2 separate regions of the Mus musculus genome follow, and region 1 is linked to region 2. The links are chromatin contacts, called in public promoter capture Hi-C maps. All regions are on one chromosome and are shown on one strand. The core of a region is the stretch at or near the end of the contact, and the rest is flanking DNA. Distances in the headings are between cores, read along the strand shown. Region 1 holds the start of Mrvi1 (MRV integration site 1). Region 2 has its middle 16 kb from the start of Gm21123.

Evidence for each region. Promoter capture Hi-C pulls out the DNA fragments that hold promoters and counts their contacts.
Region 1: a promoter capture Hi-C map of hippocampal neurons shows a contact between it and region 2, with 2.8 times the contacts expected there. The contact joins the promoter of Mrvi1 here to the enhancer-like site in region 2. A contact is called at or near these places in 12 of 39 promoter capture datasets (the 3T3-L1 cell line, 3T3-L1-derived adipocytes, the C10 cell line and 8 more), 2 of 15 datasets of contacts at CTCF or cohesin (the NIH/3T3 cell line and pro-B cells), 3 of 484 Hi-C or Micro-C datasets (the HL-1 cell line, bone marrow-derived macrophages and uterus), 2 of 115 datasets of contacts at active chromatin or transcription factors (both in embryonic stem cells) and 4 of 9 other capture datasets (adipose tissue, embryonic stem cells, liver and 1 more).

The regions. Positions count from the first base shown.
Region 1 is chr7:110,980,930-110,983,845 of GRCm38.p6, reverse strand. Mrvi1 (MRV integration site 1) reads left to right here and starts at 1,385. Exons shown (of 21, transcript NM_194464.3): 1 at 1,385-1,833.
Region 2 is chr7:110,714,309-110,717,039 of GRCm38.p6, reverse strand. No RefSeq gene overlaps it. Among named protein-coding and RNA genes, the nearest start is that of Gm21123, 16 kb to the right of the region's middle. Within about 2 kb of position 1,364, at least 108 of the 459 cell types and tissues checked have an H3K27ac peak or open chromatin away from gene starts, as enhancers often do. A contact at or near this core is called in the HL-1 cell line, the NIH/3T3 cell line, adipose tissue and 2 more, where this site is marked.

The sequences.
Region 1 (2,916 bases), core at 136-2,635, 270 kb before region 2:
GTTGTTTATAAAATAAATTCCTAGAAGTAGAACTGGGTCAAAGGGCACAAGCCTTATAACCTTGTCAGCCCTGATGTGTCCTCTTATAGAGTCTGCTCCACTTTGCACAGTCACCAAGTGATGTTTTATAAAATGCTTGTAATTGAAGTGAATTTTAAAAAGTCACTTGGTGACTGCCTTGCGAGTCTGGTGAAAGCTTCAGGCCACCACCAGGAGAAACACAGCCAAGTGCTGGCTCAGAGACTCACCGAGGCCGTACAGGACCCCTTCGGTTAGAGCCATGGTGGAGAGGGTGGTAGGTGGTAAAGAGGAAGGAGTTGTAGATGGAACCACCTCAGCTCATGTCTAGGCCCTGGCACTCAGGCTGCAGAGCATCTGAAGAGCAGATCTATTTCTTTGAGCCTCGATTTCCTTTTCAAAAGAAAGATGTAATGATTCTGTTTGAGAAGACACTTGTGAGATAGACACTTGCTTCCAGGCAAAGTATCAAGTGCACTGTTAGGAATAGAGTGGGTGTTTACTAAGAGGCTTACACACATACAAAAGTGTGCATACACTCACAAGCACGCAAAGCCTTAGGTTCAGTTTTAGCCTCTGGCTCCCAGGAGTTCTTGTAATACCCTTTAGAGCTCTCACACAGGACCAACAAGTGAATCTGCTGTGGAGTTCTCAGGTTTAGCCAGTAAAAATGCCCAGTTTCATTTAACTTCAAATGAGCAACATACAATCTTGTGGTACAATTATGTATTTGGGGGCATCCTTATATGGAAATAATAGCATTTCGTTTGAGATTTAAATTTGAGTATCTGGTTATCTGGCCACCCCTCCCAAGGGCTTCTCTGTTGCTGTCTCTAACTGCAGAAGGGGCTGTGGGGCCCCCATGTGGCTGTGTTAGGGTTGACAGTCTGTGATCCCAGGCTTGGACTATATTGAGGATGAAGACCAAGCGTGGCAGAAGAAAGGCAGCTTTCCCCACCGGAGTTGAGGTAACTCAGGGTTGGAAACTCTTCCGTGCCTTTCTAGTACCTATGAGACCCTAACCCACAGTGTCCTGATTTTTCATTGTTGTCCCACTTCAGAGATGAATAGACTGAGATTTGCTATGTTAAGGCTACAGGATGGTTAAGTGGAGGAGCTGGGGCTGACCCCTGGGGCTGCTGCCAGGCCTGGACTTAGTTAATCCCCCTCACCATGCCCCTGTTCTCTCTAGCAATCCCGAGGGTTTAAGATGGGAGCAGCCTCCGCCTCCAAATCCCTGGGACAGGAAACATTCCCAGCTTCTGCTGGCGGTGAGCCAGGATCTTATCTAGGCTCACATGCTTGCTGGACACTCAGGGGTGGGAGGCTGGTCTGCAGATGTCCCCTTCATACCCCTCTGGCACAGACAGAGTCCAGCATCTTCAACTGCTCCCCGCCCCAAGGCACTGCCATCGGCTATGGGGGTGCCCCTTGCAAAAGCCTGGGGATAGGGGCTACTATTCAGGCCCAACCTTCCTTGAACCCTAGGCTGGCTGGAAGGCTTCTCCTGCTTTCAACCCAGAGCCAGGCTGCAGGGGGCCCTGGTGGAACACTGGTTCCCAGTCCCAGCCCCTCATCCAGCCCCTCTCTGAGGAGGAGGCAGGCAGCTGGGGCTCTGCAGCCAGAGCTTTTCAGCTTGGAGCTCTGGAGCCAGATGTAACATTGACCTTAAATGGTAAAAGCTCCCCAGAGTGAAGAGAGGCTGGCCGGGAGGAAAGGGGAATAACTCAGTTTTAGGTAAGTCATCGCTATTGCCTAGAATAACCTGCCTCTTCAGCCCAAGGGAAGCAGAGAGGCGTCTTCTCCTCCTTAAAGGTACAGGGCGCTGGGATGGGGGCACTTAACTTTAAGTTGCATGGGAGGTGGCCTGGTTGGGTGATATTTTAGCCGAGTCTTTTTATTGTTGCTGTCTTAAGTTTTAAATAAGAAGTGAAACTCACGATCCTCACTAAATCCTGCCCCTTCTACTTGCTGTTGGAAAGCACGCACAGTTTGGGGTAAAGATGTGACTGCTCACTAAGCCCCTTACTCCTGGCTCTCCTGCAGGATCCTTTGTGACAGTAGAGAAATGCCCGGTGCTGTGCAAAGCAGACAGGCTGGCCTTTCTTCCCTGGGGCTTCCCGTGTCTCTCCTTTGTTCCCTCTCAAGTCTTGCGTGTGAACCCGTTTGTCCAGCCATCTTCACCATTGACTCTGTCCATTTCTATGCTTTATCTTCCTGACCTGTGCTCTGGTCACATCTCTCTTTTTGTATCTGTCCCCTGTCCCACCACATCATGTCCCCTTTCACAGATCTCTCTCTCTCTCTGTATATATATGTGTGTGTGTGTGTGTGTGTGTGTGTGTGTGTGTGTGTGTGTGTGAGTGTGTGTGTGTGTGCCTACATCCTAGCTTGCACCTCTCCAGAGGTCCTAGAGTGAGTGGCACTCGGGCCGACTTTCTCAAAGAGAGGGTAGCAGAGCGAGGCTCAGGAAAAGCCCAGCTGCTGGGCTGCTTCCTGCACAGTAAACAGTTGTAAAAGCTGGAGAGGCCTCATAGTCTGCATAAACAGCAGCATGGCCCCAGGACCCCTGGCTGGCGCTCCTGCCTCCACAAGTGACAGCTGCTGCTCTTTAACACTCTTCAGACAGCTCTCGGGTGGCATAGAAAGCAAGGCAGCCCTGAACTTGGCTGAGCTGTATTTTGCCCGGAGAGGGAGAAAGCTGCTAGCGCTGCCAGGCTAGAGCAGGAGTGAGGCAGGCCTTGGGAGGAAGAGTCTCTCTCACAACAAGAGGTGATACACACTAGCGGGGCATGTGCAGTTCCTCATCATCTCAGCACCTTGCCTACGTCACACAAGAAGGGTCAGAGCTAGGATTTGAAAGCATGCCTACACCAGTCCCCACCTGACAACTGTGAG
Region 2 (2,731 bases), core at 115-2,614:
CCCAGGAGGAGAGTGGACCAAGAGAGGCAGGTGAAGAAGGTCTAGCTGCTGTAAGATGTACAGAGGCTACAGTTCAAGTGACATTTGAAAGGAGGTCAGAGGTAGGCCAGGAAGCTCTAAGAGGAAAGCAGCTTCAGAGAGCAGCCAGCGACGGTAGAGCTCCCAAGGAGGCAACGGGGTGAGCGGCTTGAGCCAGCAGAGCCAGGACGGATCTAGGAGGGAGAGCAGAGAAGCAGCAGAGGCAGGCCAAGCATGGACTGAAGAACAGACAGTCACTAAATGTAGGTCCAAGAGAGGTGTCCTAACTGTAAAACTCCCAAGAGGAGGCAGTTCAGAGTGTGAGGACCTGGGTTTGAGATCCATCAACAAGAGACAGCTCACAAGAAAGAGAAGAAAGGGAAGGGGTAGGGTTCCCTAGATAGTGATTCAGGGCCCACCATTCCTGAGCTGCAATATACCCAGAGAAACCCATGGATAAACTTCCTGCCTCTTTTGTTTTGTCTCATCCCTAGAGGTAGGACTGGCTTTAACCCCAAGGTGAAGTAGTTGAGGATGGGAGGAAGGCCAATGAGGGAGAAGGCCACCAAGATCCATCTCTGCAAGTTGATGCTGGTATTACTTTTGGCTTTATTTGTTTGTTTGATTGATTGGTTGATTGGTTGGTACTTTTTTGGTTTTTAAGACAGTTTCACTTTGTAGCCCAGGCTACCCTTGAACTTATTATATAGCCCAGGCTTGCACCCAAACTCTTAGTGACCCTCCTGTCTCCACATCTTACCATCTTTCTATCCCTCCAACAACATTCTATAGTTATTGCCAACACTTGTCCCTTATCCACCACTGATTCCATATGGTGGGGAGAAGAGAGAGAGAGACCCTGTTCAAGTGTCAGGATCACCCACAATCGGAAGGTGGAGCCTTCCTCCCTGAAAAAGTTGCTTGGCGATCCCTGTTTAGTAAACAAAGACAAGTAACTAGTCATAAAGGGCTCTGCCCCATCCCAGTGTGTCCTCTAAAGCCCAGGATAGGGGCAGCAAGAACCCAGGTCCCTTGTGCTAAGCCCCGAAGCAAATTCAAAGCCCTCAGCAAGAAATTGTTCCTGAGCTGGAAGCCAGAGCGGCACGCTGTGTTCTCCTACCCCTCAAAGAGACGTGCCGCTTCCTTTTCCAATGTCCCCTTTCTGTCTGGAACATGGGGAGGACTATGAGTGCCACACACACACACACACACACACAACTAGAGCTGGTGACTCAGAGGCCACCTGCATCTATTTTCTAGCTCTGCCTGTGGCACATCCTCTGTTCCTGCTTCCAAGCCGCCAGTGAGCAGTGCCCTCTGCCTGGGCTACATCTGAACACTGAAGCATTCTTTCAGGATTTGTCACTTTCTGAGAGGGCTTACATAAAGAGGAACTGTTTCCAGGACTGAGCAAGGACTCACCAATGGAATTTAGAACAATCCTCGGAAAAGCTAGTCCCCTAGAGAAGGGAAAATTCCCTGCCCTAGCAGACTCATCACTTGCGAGCAGCCCTGAGCCTGCAGGGACCCTCCAAGGAGAAGAACAGTAGAGAACCCAACCCCTGAGCCCTGTGCTCTGGAAGTTTTACAGAGCCTGGATGCTAGGGCTGTTTATGGGGATGGAATGAGAAAGCTCTCACTACCCTGCCTCTTCTCGATAAGCACACATCCCAGCCTGCAGCTCTTTGATACCAACTTCATGTTCCCCCACACTGCTCCCATCTGCTGGAGATGCTCAGATGCTTCTCAAATCTCTCAAAGACAGCAGCCAAAGCTGATCTCTGAACACTTGGCTCCACTCTGCAAAGATACCCTGTTTGCTATCTCTATCTAATGACCTCAGGTTTGGGCAACCTGGGAGTCGGGCATGAAGGCCCCTTGCCCTGGACTGCCAGCTCTACGCTCAGAAGTGTCTCCCGTGAGATGAGATCAAGCCACCATCACTTCCCCATAGACTTTGGAGTAAGGACCTTTAGTGGAAGCTTCCTGACCGGTACTCACCTTCCCTTAGATTTTGCCTCAGCTGTGTCTCCTGCATTCAACCTTCACCACACTTCATTCGACTCTCTGCCGTGCTATTCTTCAACCGGTCTTTCTATAACATATTTTCTTTACTCCCTCGGAGCCTTAGATTCTTTAAAGAGAGAGTTTCACTATGTAGCTCAGGTTGGTCACAAATACAATGCAGGCAAGGATGACTTTGAACTCCTGAGCCCCTAGCTTCAACCATCTAAGCACTGGGATTTTAGGTGTGGCCTTAACATTTTTTTCCCTTCTTTGTGATTGTGTGTATGTTGTTGATTCTCTAGTACAGTTTTCAGATCTCAGGGTCTCCTCCCAGAGAGCTTATGCTGACACCCTCTTGCTCCCTTTTGGTCTTCCCTTTATTTCCTACATAGCATTTAGCCAACACAAGGCATATTTTAACAATAATTATATGCTTGCCTGTTTCTTGTCAGTCTTCCCTGCTATTGCTTCTCATGAGCATAGATTGGAAATAGGCACTTCAGAGAGCCCTGGGAATCAGAACCCTGGAGTTCAGGGGAGAGAACAATATTCCTTGAGGGAAGAGAGCATTTCTCACACCATGTTCCTACTGTCTATCTCAGATCCTGGCAGAGAATTTTCCTGGATGGATGGATGGATAGATGGATGGATGGATGGATGGATGGATGGATGGACAGAGGGTATATGGATGGACAAATGGATGGAT